2 separate regions of the Bicyclus anynana genome follow, and region 1 is linked to region 2. The links are chromatin contacts, called in public Hi-C maps. All regions are on one chromosome and are shown on one strand. Each heading gives the region's core, a stretch centred on a gene start, on an enhancer-like site or on the middle of the called end of the contact. The rest is flanking DNA. Distances are from core to core; before and after follow the strand shown. Region 1 overlaps LOC112044780 (meteorin-like protein). Region 2 overlaps LOC112044780 (meteorin-like protein).

The links. Hi-C and Micro-C count contacts between places; a contact is called where the count stands out from the background.
Region 1: a Hi-C map of whole body shows a contact between it and region 2, with 2.9 times the contacts expected there. The contact joins two enhancer-like sites. A contact is called at or near these places in 2 of 2 Hi-C or Micro-C datasets (whole body and whole larva).

Annotation. Positions count from the first base shown.
Region 1 is chr11:5,117,762-5,124,079 of ilBicAnyn1.1, reverse strand. It overlaps LOC112044780 (meteorin-like protein), which reads right to left. Exons shown (of 5, transcript XM_024080736.2): 2 at 3,645-3,856; 3 at 2,628-2,918. Among protein-coding and RNA genes, the nearest start is that of LOC112044774, 44 kb to the left of the region's middle. Within about 2 kb of position 3,794, at least 6 of the 8 cell types and tissues checked have open chromatin away from gene starts, as enhancers often do.
Region 2 is chr11:5,084,573-5,090,808 of ilBicAnyn1.1, reverse strand. All of the region lies in intron 1 of LOC112044780 (meteorin-like protein), which reads right to left. Among protein-coding and RNA genes, the nearest start is that of LOC112044780, 15 kb to the right of the region's middle. Within about 2 kb of position 3,763, at least 7 of the 8 cell types and tissues checked have open chromatin away from gene starts, as enhancers often do.

The DNA of each region.
Region 1 (6,318 bases), core at 2,545-5,044, 33 kb before region 2:
AGTTGTAAAAGTAAACGGTCGTCAACCCCGCCCCGGGCAGATAATTACAGTGGAGGCTTTGACTAACGAGCCTCGATACGTCACTCCAACGTTTCCAGCCTCGTTCCGACACTCGCAGTTACAATTGTAACTATTGTTATTTATCTTATATATCTATATATTTATAGGCGTATAATTTTGGACTAGAAAATGCCAGTAGAAAAAAAAACAAAAAAAAACTTATTTACTCTGGATTTCACAACTGTAGATTAAGTATTTCCACAAATTCATCCTCCACCAATGCGTTTTTTTTTTATGTAATCAAGACTTATACTCTAGTTACGATTAGGTGCTTACTTATAAAATTATCACCATCACTTTAGAATATTTTTACTGAATGAAAATTCAAAGCGGCTACTTATTTTTCTATCAAAAAGTTTACAAATTTACCTACTGTTTTAATATAATAAATAATCATGATTATTTTCTAGGCCAACGAACCGCATTGAAATTATAATAACATTTCCTGAAAAGTACATGTAACTAATGAGAACCCTTTATGAGAGAACGCCTTTCCCTACCAAAAAAACGAGAAAAATCAGTTAAAAAATTATTGCAATAATCTCGGCAGAAATTTTCTACTTACATGTACCTACTTATACATGAAAAAAAAAACAAAAAGGGAAAAAATACGCGTTTAATAAATTTTAAAGTCGCTCAAACATAAATCAAATGCTAATACCGTCGCAGCGAGACGCCGTCCTCATTCCACCGATTTCACGGACTCGAGAAAAAATATCAACAATTATTATGCAGGATGACATTCAAAAACTACAATGATACATGCTAGAGGCTAATACCGGCCGCCCACCGCTCCGAACCCTATGACATAACCACCATTATAATCTATCAAGTAATAAAAAAACCATAAAAAAGTATCCTTCGTATACGCTCCCCGTAGCGTCGCGTGCCTTCGTACTAGTTTATCCGGTATGGTGTACTCGTCACATGCTTATTATGGTGGTAAAGTGAATCTAAGTAGTCATCCCATACCCTCGCTGCATATGTTAGAGCTTCCGTACATAGACCGGTACGAATAGGTATGAGTCGCATTTTAATCTCAGCACGTTCTAAGAAGTTTGCGCGGCGTTACGGTAATGGTGGATCCGGTGTTGATTTATAATACAATTTATATTATATTTCTCCATTATAATAAATTATAAAAAATGAAAAAATTATAAACATTTTTTTCTAAATGGTCTAGGTTAGGTCAGGTTAGTTAAGACCACGGATATAAAAGCATGCTAGTCTTTTATATCCCTGGTAAAAGTACCTACTTTTTAATTTTGGTGTTATAAGCATAAAGTTTAAATTCGAATAAGACTTGTTATGGCGAAAAGTTCGCCGACGAGTGTAAAATACCGGAATCGCACGACTGATTAATCTAAAGTTTTTTTATAAGTAAAACAATACCTGGTACTGCAAAAAGTTGAAATAGATTTCTGCCAACTAAATACGTATTTCCTCAAAATAAACCCTATTTACGTCACAGGCATTAAGCCTTAAAACGAGTATGCGGGTTACGCAACGAAAACTGATACATCAAAAATAGACCTACAGCAGCAAAAAGTCGTTTAAATAATGTCAAACAAATGGTTGCAAGTCCACTAATTTACAACAAAACAAATCTGCCTCCATCGCTTCTCAACAAGTGTGTATAACTAACGACCCGACGGATAGCAACGCAAAAAGTTTTGTAAAAAAAACCCGCTAATTCGACTTCGCGCGTTGTCTTTATAGTATAATTTTTAAACTCTAACGTGTGCTCATAATTGGTTGCTACGGCATATTTCTTGGTTGCAAAACGGTGAGATAATAATTTAAATTTCAAAAAATTCAATTTTGCGACGACGAGAAATGTCGGTTACGGCGACAAATTGCGGTGCGGTCGCGGAGGCCGGGCTTTATTAACATTCAGGAGCCACTTCTCGGCGTTGGCTTATTATCGCGGTGGTGCAAGCTTCCATAATAATCAGCTGATATTATACGGAAATTAACAAAATGTTACATTAGCGGTCGCAGGATACGAGATTATGCAATTTGCAACAAACTTTTATGTTGGTATATAAACATTATTAAGATGCAAATGATTTCGCGATAAAATATAATGGCTTTCGATATAAACTGTAACATGTTAGCCAATACCTACCTACAATAAATTGGTAAAATACTCCTCTTCGTCAATGGACATCGGACATCTCCTTACTTAATTCAAATTTACAGCTATTGAATTTTAAAGCTATGAAAACGAAAATTATTTTTTGCACAATAATTTAGAAAAATAAATAAAAAGAATAACGATGTTTTCAATTACCTGTTTAAGCTCTTTTCAAACCATCGTTAAGTTTCGTAGCAACTAAATTTGTCTCATATTGTATTGATATATTATACATATACCTACACTATACAATATAATATCTACTATAGAAATTAAAAACAAATAAAAATACTTTTAATTGAACCTTAAGCTATCTGTTACCCTGGTACTGTGTTCAATGCTTTTGTATTGCGTGACAATTTCTGCTAGTCTACTATAACTTGTAACGTAGGTATAATCATAAAAAAAATAATTAGGTTGGTACACTTACCCAGATCACTAGTACAAAACGCCATCTCTAGTTCAGAATCAGAACATGGCCGACAGTCAGCAGTGGCTGGATCATAATGTCTCCTGACAAGCGGCCGGGCCTCGTATCTGAAGAAGGCCACTCGTCTCTTCGTCCCTTCCTCGGGCTCCGCCTCCACGTACAACGCCGCCTGTCCGTGTCTACTGCGGAAGCATCGCAGCTCCCGGACATCGCCATCATCAGGCGCGTATAAAGGCACAAGTCTTCGGACGCCTTCTACGAAAATTCGCGCTGGGAATCTCTCTGGGGCTCCTGTAACATAAACAAATATATTTAAAGATACATACAGCGGAATAAAGAATTTTTGGAAATCAATTAGAAATAGTATAATACCTATTAGCTGGTTGCCGCTGCATGCTGGCGGCTTAAAGACGTGGTGTTTGGAAGTCCTTACAAAAGCCTATTCTTCAGTAGCAATGCATCTTGCTGGTAAGTAGAGCCGAGTTGAATTATACTAGAAGTCAACTTTACCTGACTCATAAGCTGTATATTCTGGGAGGGTCAGGCCTTCTAATGACCCTGGCGCAAAATCGAAAGCCTCGCTCGTCGGCCGGTTGAGGGTGCTTGATAGAATACTAGAAGACCATTTTACCTGACTCATTAAGCTGTATATTCTGGAAGAAGTCGGGAGTGTCAAGCCTTCTTGACGCAAACTCGAAAGTCTCGCTCATCGGCGGGCAAAGGGGGCTTGAATAGCAATCGCAGCGCTTCCCGCGGGTAGAGCCACGATACACTGGCTTCTCTACAGATACACTACGAGTATACTAGAAGACCACTTTACCTGACTCATTAAGCTGTATATTCTGGAAGAAGTCGGGAGTGTCAGGCCTTCTAATGACCTTGACGCAAACTCGAAAGTCTCGCTCGTCGGCGGGCAAAGGGGGCTTGAATAGCAATCGCAGCGCTTCCCGCGGGTAGAGCCACGATACACTGGCTTCTCTACAGATACACTACGAGTATACTAGAAGACCACTTTACCTGACTCATTAAGCTGTATATTCTGGAAGAAGTCGGGAGGGTCAGGTCTTCGTATAACCCTGACGCAAACACGGAAGTCTCGCTCGTCGGCAGGTAGAGGGGGCTTGAATAGCAGTCGCAGCGCTCCCCGCGGGTAGAGCCACGACACGCTACCCTCTCTACACCGCAGGTACACCGGCGTGACTGCCCGCTCCGTGCTCGACGTCAGCCCGCTGCAACAAAAAAGCCATTAGCGACAAGATTACCCGTAATGGGACACGTAATCTGCCCATTAACATGTTTTCTTTTACTACTGTCATGTTTGGTGATATCGATTTGGTCATATTTAACATGATACACTAGCTCGCGTCGTCAATCGCGTTTAATTGTTTTGTTGAAATCTCGCGCGATTAAATAAATGTCTTAAGCTACTATGTTCTGCTCTGCAATTTATCTCTGTGCCATATTCAAATTTTATCCAAATCTTTTCAGTTGTGAATTGTGATGTGTTTATTGAAAGTATGCGGCAAAATGCTGAGTTGGGGCCTTTTTCTAGGTTGTGCCACATATTACAGGCCATTCTTTAGTGCTCCACTGTTTGAGCGGACAGTTAAGCCATAATATGTTATAATTTAGATTTAATGTGATATGTGGCATTACTTAAAAATAAAGATCTTTTCTTTCTTCTATCTTTCTTTCTTTTTGATGCGCAATATATTTTTGTAGTACAATACAATTTTATAGTTATCTATAAGTCAGTAATTTTATAAGTTCGTTCCAATTTGAAGTTTTCTATGTCATAACTTTTAAGGGATCAAAACTTTATTGAAGTCATCTTGTGGAGTTGTAAGTAAAACGAAAAATCTTTCCTTAATCTGCTTTGTTTTGCATCTTTTCATAAGTCCTTTAATTCACTTTGCAATTAATTATTCCCAATTATATTTTTAAACTGTTATAAAATTGAAATTCTAGTGAAGCAACAACATCCACAAAATAGTGACGTCAACAAACCCATTTTGTGAGCTGTTACCATTCCAATATCATAGATGTCAAGCGAAGAATCACGACCGCGCCCGTAACATTCGTTTCGGGTAACATAGAAAAAATTCAAAAGAAACGCGAGCGGAGCCGCCAGCAAAAACTTATTACAGGTACATAAAAAGCACGAGTCATTTTTACGGTCATCAGATAAGAATACGGTGCAACTTGCAAGCGACAGATAACGGCACGCGACCAACGCGTTTAGAAACTCGAACGCTCCAAGCTGACCGAAATGAATGCTGCACAATACTGCCTACTTATCTCGGATCTCGTCACGTGGGCAGAATTTCTGGAGTAGCGCCTACGCCCTGCCCACGACTCCGATGGCCGGTCCGAACCTAACATAAAACTAAGATATACGACTAAGGGCAATGGGCCTGCTATAAAAGATAACATGCCTATAGGTAGGTACGCGACAATAAAAAAGCTACAAGCCTTTTATGTAAAACGCATTGTATTGTATGTGTGGCCGAGCGAACGCCCCTTTATTAGTCATGTTGCATCTCAGAAATTCAGTTGAGATTTATATGGCATTGTAAATGAGCATGTTATTGAATAAAAAAGGCTTTCCGGGAACTCGGACGTGGATATACAAAGTAAGACTATTGTTGGTGACCTCTGCATGCGTATCTTTGCGTACACGTAATTCTACTTTATGAGTTACTTAAGTAGAAATACCCAACTTGAGTATTCGAAAGTATAACTACCTTTATATGCTAAAGTTGGGAGAGAATAGAAAATGTGAAGCTACTTTTAAGTTTAACTTACTAAGTCCTTTTCTGTGTCCTGTTTTTTCAGTGTCTACGAGTTTGTCTTATACCCTTTATAGACGTTCATTCTTTATTCATTGAACTTACGTTTACGGACGTTTTTAGATATTAGTTTTTAGGTTTATACTTACTAAACTACATAAAATTATTTACCTATCGAATTTTATTGGCAATTCTGTTTGGTTAAATTTCACTGAGAGCAGAACTTTTTAAAAAAACTTTTCATGAGTCAAAATTGCCTTTAAATAAAAGCTTTAACGCAAGTTTAACTTAACCTAATAATAGCGATGTATTTTTATAAACATTCATTAATGTTTTAAAAAGAACACAAATAAAAAAAATATATTTAAAAGGTCCATAATCGGTTTAAATTCAACGCGTTTCGAATGTACGGCCTTATGGAAACTATTTTTAGAATATCGTCGACAAGTCACATCCTTAATACTTTCACGTCATCGCAGGGCTTCCTTAATCCTTCCTAATGGGCTGAATCTTGAGATATGCGCCTGTATTATGGGCAAGTATAAAAACTCGACGCAGTAGAGAAGGGGCTCCGCATATTACACTAGCTAGACTTTTTATGTCTTCCAAATACGGCAGCATTAATGTTGTAGTTATATGTTTTTTATTTGTCGTACGCTTTCTTATTGCTATAAGATTTTTATCATTCACTGATATTACCTAACCTTTTTTAAGCATTCCCCATTATGTTATGTAAGACTGGGAATTTTACATCTCTACTGGCTATAATTTTTCATTTACATTTCTTTTATATGAACAGATAATTAATTAAATTGTATTAATAAATTAATGTTTTATATGAACAGATCATTAATTTAAATTAATTCAAGTGTTTCAGTGGCCATTGTTATTAATATGAAATG
Region 2 (6,236 bases), core at 2,514-5,013:
GTACACCTTACTAAGATAAACATATTTTTTAACCGATTCCAAAAAAGTTGTTAAACTATGTTTACTCTAACTTGGGAAACAGTGTAAGTTTCGTCAAAATCTGTTCAGTTTTTGAGGTATTTCTTTATGTGTATCAGATATCAGCAAATCGTGGCATTAGACTAACTACGTTTTTTAAAGTTGTAATAAAACTGAAGTTAAAGCCATTTTGAGTTCGGATTTTTTCGTTACATACACTTCATTTTCTCATTAGCTAGCCCTTGACTGCGATCTCACCCGATTTTATGTGATAATGATGTCAAATATGTTAGCGGGCTTACTCCAAAGAGGTACAATACATCGTACTGAAATGAAAATCTTTTATTACGTCTTTTGTTGGCCTGACCCGGGATTCAAACCCTGGACCTCATTGTCCTTTGCTCAACCATCTAACCACAGTACCAAAGAGGCAGACCAAAAAATACGATTTTGGGATTTTTCTAAATGATCTCTCACCGATTGTGTCAGTCTGCCGTCCCATCGGACTATGAGTGTGAGGGAATGGAGAGTGCACCTGTACTTGCGCACACACTTGTGTACTATATTATCTTCCGAGTGCATGGTTAGTCTCAGCACGAAATTGGCAGCCGTGTCCGAAAAATAAAAAAAATCGGTCGGGAGTATTATTATTATTATTATTACGTCTTTATCGGTAAGCCGGTGTCCACGGATAACTGAGTCAATTTGGGAAATATAAAATCCTAAATTGACCCAAACAGGGAATCGAAGCCAGGACCTATTTGAAAATAACAGCTTTACCAACTGCGGCAGAGAGGTTGTAAAAAAAAACACGTGCTCACCAAATATTGTAGACAAGACGCCCGTTTAAGTGGACTTTTCTAGCTACTTGGAATGCGTATTGTGTATTCAAAGCCGGCTGCATATATACATATGTATATGCTGGAGTCGGTAGTGGCGAATGTTTACAGACTGGTTAGACGCGAGCCCGCCTACACCTCGGCCCATTGGAGGAGTCTCGAGTATCAACAATGACCACTTCAACTGCGATGCATTTCACCTGACACGTATAGCATACAACGATAATATTGATTTTTGAGATCGGCGTTATTGAAGCTAATTCGTAATTCATATCGTAAAATCTATATTCATCATCATCATTAGACAACAAGGAACTTAAGCTAACTTATCCTAATAACTATACAAATCATGCCCACGTGGAATGATGGCAAGAATACTGGCTGCATGTCATTTCATCATTAACAACCCATATTTGATTCACTATTGAACCTGTCTCCTATCAGATTGAGGGGTTAGGCCTTAGTCCACCATCAATGCGGATTCGCAGACTATACATACGTAGAGAATTAAGAATATTCATAGGTATGCAGGTTTCCACACGATGTTTTTCCTTCATCGTTTGAGACAAGAAGTGATCGAATCAGAAAATTTAAAAAATTCGCAAAAGCAACGAAGTCACCGACACAGCTCAGCGAGTGCCGAAGCTGATCGGCTGATGTGATGATGATGTACCTATATTAAGATTACACACCTAAATCGTTGGACGAATTTAGATTTGAAGTACTAAGGTACAGAAATCAAATAGTTCCTAAAAAAGAACATGGATATTTTTTGTCAATATTAAAAAAAAACTAGAAAATAAAATGGAAAAATCCTAAAAATACTGTGTAAGCCTAACGTCTACTAAGAACTTAAAATTACCGAAATTTGAGACAGATAAGAAAAAAAATATACATTTTTTGTCCATTTCTCAGTTGTAATGTCACTCTAATATCCAGAATTACATACCAACGTTTAATTTCCATAAGATTTTACATAAAGCACAGCTTAAAAGTTAAAACGGTTTTGTTTTAACTTAACTTAATAAAGCCTTTCGTTTATTAAAATAATACGTATGGGAAAAGTTATCTGAAACAAACCAAATTCCACGCGAGATAAATCGCGAGTAGTACAGAATAATTCATGTAGACGATAAGTCTTTATAGCGATAAAGGCGCGAATGTACGGCGAACGTATGGCGAATGATTGCGGTTTTTTCCCGCATCGCCCATCGCCTCGGTCCGTGACCGAATGGAAGGACGGGTAATGCAATTTTGATTAACTCCGCTAAGAGCAACAAATCACTACGCCGATAATGAAGACATTATTTTATGACGTGCATTGCTTCTCAATGTCCTCGCTCTGCGTGCTAACATGCGGAACGCTTGATACATTGTCTAAGCAACTTTGAGACAATGCCGCACTCAAAATGATTAACAATGACAACTTATTGAGTTATTGCATTGCTAATAATAAAAACTCCAAATTTTTACTCCACATTATCTTCAATCAGTTTTAAGGTCTGTAGTTATATGTACGCGCATTTCATAATTCATCGTGCTTCAGAATCATGCGTTCCCACAGTGGAAAAAGTGGATATAGTAAAAACGTATCAATTGTGGTAACTCAGTATAAAGTAAAAGATACAAATTTTGTAAGGGTCAGTAAAGGAAAAAGTCTAGGCGTAATTGCTCGATTTGAAAATATCCAAAAAATTCAAAACAGATATTCCCCATAGTACAGCATATATTTTTAATCACCATCTGAGAAATTTTAAACTTTGATTACAAAATCCTACACAAAGGGAGATGACAGTATAATCTTATACTGCATGTAATGTAATTCGTCATAATTATCATCAATTGTTTCCCATGGAATTGTACGAACAAAAAAACCGTTGTCCCCGATAGCTAATAGAGTTTTCGTAACACGCTAAAGGCTCGTAAGTCGCGTCCACTTTCACTCGACGATCGTAGCGAGCTGTCGAGACGGGCGATCAAGTCACGAAGGACAAGACAGGCACAATAGATCGATGGCCTTAGATTAATCATTGTGCACGTGTGATCACGATATAATACGTAACCGTATCGGCTAGCGAGTAGCGACTGCGAAACAAAATACTCACCTAAGTGGCATTCTACAAATATGGCACATGTAGATTGGTACTCGTATTATTAGACTAAAAGATGCCGCACGGTTTCGCCCGCGTGGTTCCCTTTCCTGTTAGAATACGGGAATAAAATATAGCCTTCCTCGATAAATGTGCTATCTAACAAGAAAGAATTTTTCAAATCGGACCAGTAGTTCCTGAGATTAGCCCGTTCAACCATACAAACAAACAAACTCTTCAGCTTTATAATATTATGTATAGATTGGCAACTCCGTTCGAGTGTATACTTTTTCACAAATCCCGTGGAATTTTATCCAGGAAATCAGGTAACACCGAGAGAGAGAAGAGAACCTCCTCCTTTTTTTGAAGTCAGTTAAAAAGTTACTTAGGTTCTGCAATAAGGACAAATTAAATCTCGTTAAAAATACTGCTGGAGCTCTAAATATTCTCTTCAGCTCTTCGATGCATTTTATTTCCTTTAATTATTTTAAATTGTTTAGAAACAGCATAAATTTGACAAAGATAAGAGCATTATGTGAAGTTATTATTTGTACAAAGAACTTCTTCAATGTGTCAATTACCTGATCCTATTCAGACCACTATAAAATCTGTACTGCTCTTTTGAAGCTATTCAGTTTCATGCATTTCATCTGGATTGATTGCCCCTCTAAGCTCAGTGTACCACACATAGATTACTGATCATGACGGGTAGCGGTCATTCGAATTTATTAGACCGGTCGGCTTAGTCCACAATAAGAAAGGCACGATCGGGCTTTTCACACCTCCGTATTTGAGCGGCGATTTAGCGTTCACGCCTCGTGTGTGTCTACCCCTAAGATCGCACCTAAGCACATATCGCCTCCCCACTATATACTGATGTATACATTACGCGTACAGTTGCGTTTTGGGTACGTTTTACTTGAGATATTTACTCAGTCATTAGTGAACATTTAATAAAGTGCCATTTCCACTTAAGTATGTAAAGGTATCCTATGTAAAAACTTGTTTCTGAATGAACTGATGCTTAGTCAGACCAACTAAGAGGATGTTAAGCAAATGCAGTTAAATACTCGACAATATTATCGTATATGATTATAGAAATAAGATTGGTTGGTTATATTTAAAAGGCTCTAAAGATTGAGACATAGGTAAACGCTCAATCACTTATCTTTAATTTGATTGATAAAGCTACTGATAATGAGATAAATGTCTCTTTTAATATGCAATCAAAGATTTAAATTAAAGAAGCATTTTAAAAAAGTATTAATAAACTAAATACTTTTTTAAAATTATAACAATATTAATAAAACACTATTTAAGATTAATAAAAAATATCAACCCTCCCGCTGCGGGACATTTGAGTGTCCAAGCAACCGGTGGTCAGGGCTCCAGAGTGAGGGACCTCACAATACGCGCCGTTTCAGGAATCACTGCCTTCTGTATCCGACTCTTGATCTAAGAGTTAAGCAAAAGCTTCTTAAGGTGTTGGTCAAAGCTTTTCACTATAAGACTGACTGAAACAACTATCGGAACAATAATAGTTGACTCAACATAATTGTTATTTATATGCCTAAAGATTTCTCTTAGTACACATGAGTGGACTACCACCTAAACTGTAATATAGTAGAAAGTTTATTAGCTTTACGTAAATACTTGGTAGGCACACTATGTAAAATAATTTAAAGCGCGCTAAGGAGTTAGACCCAGTTAGCCATATTTAAACAAGCCAATTGGAATTCCGAGCCAATTGCAACATTTACATACATAGATATACAAACTCGGCAACTTATTTAGTTTATCTCTTCCTTCGTGGAAATCTTGTGCAACGAACGGCGAGCTAAGTTAGCACCGATCTAATTTGTTTAGGTAAACGTATGGCGTCTTAGTCTATGCAGATTAAGGTTATATAGGATTAATTTATAAATCTTTTAACGGACCACAATAATTGTTGCAGTCGACTTTGAGATTTCTATCGAATGTGATTAAATCGCGTATTTGCTGGACCCGTAAACTCTCATAACTAATTTTCTATTGAGATAAAGTTTCTGAGATTGTAGGGGATCTCTGTATCTAGGTACGTAGGTACACTTTGCACATTTGTACGTTTTTATTGCAAGACATTGACAGTAAGAATACAAAGCGGTACCTATTAGTTGGGGTGTTGCAAGTTACGTCATTAAAACGTTACGTCAACTGTTAATTAGCTTAGATTGTTACAAAATCAAACGTTAACACCCTAAACCCGCCAACATAGGAGCACCGTCGTGGGTCTAAGATCCATATACCTTAATACAGCCTAATTCATAGACTACAAGTTAGTTGACATAATACGAAATTCAGATTCTATGTAAGAAATATCATTCGGTGCCTGACAACCCTTCGTAGATATCATAGAGTAAGTAGATAAAATTTCTCAGATGATTTGATGTTTATTTTAATTGGTTGTTAATAAAGTCTAAATTAATGAATAGGCCGGCTGGTCCTGGAGATGGCCTATTCATTAAATATTCATTAGGCTGATAATGATGACCAAAATCAAAAATATGTAAAACACAAATAAACATAACCAAAGTGCCTTACATGCTTGTAAAATATGAATAGCGTCAAAAATTACTGCTCCCCTTAGTATATCGAATGTCACTTGCGTGTCATATTGGGTTACGTCTGAACCGGGCACAGTGGAGTGGAATTAAGCAATTTAACACGAACACCAATCATTTAGCTTTGATAAAAGGAAGTAGAAATTATTGTACTGGAACGGACGGATATGCATTTATGGAAGATAAGTGAAGCTTACAATATCGTCATTATCAACTCATATTCGGCTCACTGCTGAGCTCGAGTCTCCTCTCAGAATGAGAGGGGTTAGGCTGTCCTTGAGGAAATGCAGCCATATTCTTGCCACCATTCCACGTGGGCATGATTTGTATAGTTATTAGGATAAGTTCGCTTAAGTTCCTTTTTGTATTCTTTCTTAATAAAAAAAAACTTAAACCCAAATTAGATCAGCGTCGTTGGCTTAAGATCAGGCTTGTAAAAGTGAGCTATTCAAAATCGTAATATATAAATGCGAAAGGAAATTGGGCAGGGAGGGAGTTTATTGTTAGTAGGTGTCCGTTAAGAACGGATTTTGCGATAGGAATAAGGTCTAAGGGCGGACGAAGTCGCGGGTGTCCGCTAGTTCATAATAAAATGATAATGATAAAGTAAAAATTCTAACGCAAAGCTACAAACAACGTCAATTAGTAGATGTTACGTCCGTCATACACCGCAGTATAAAACACAATGT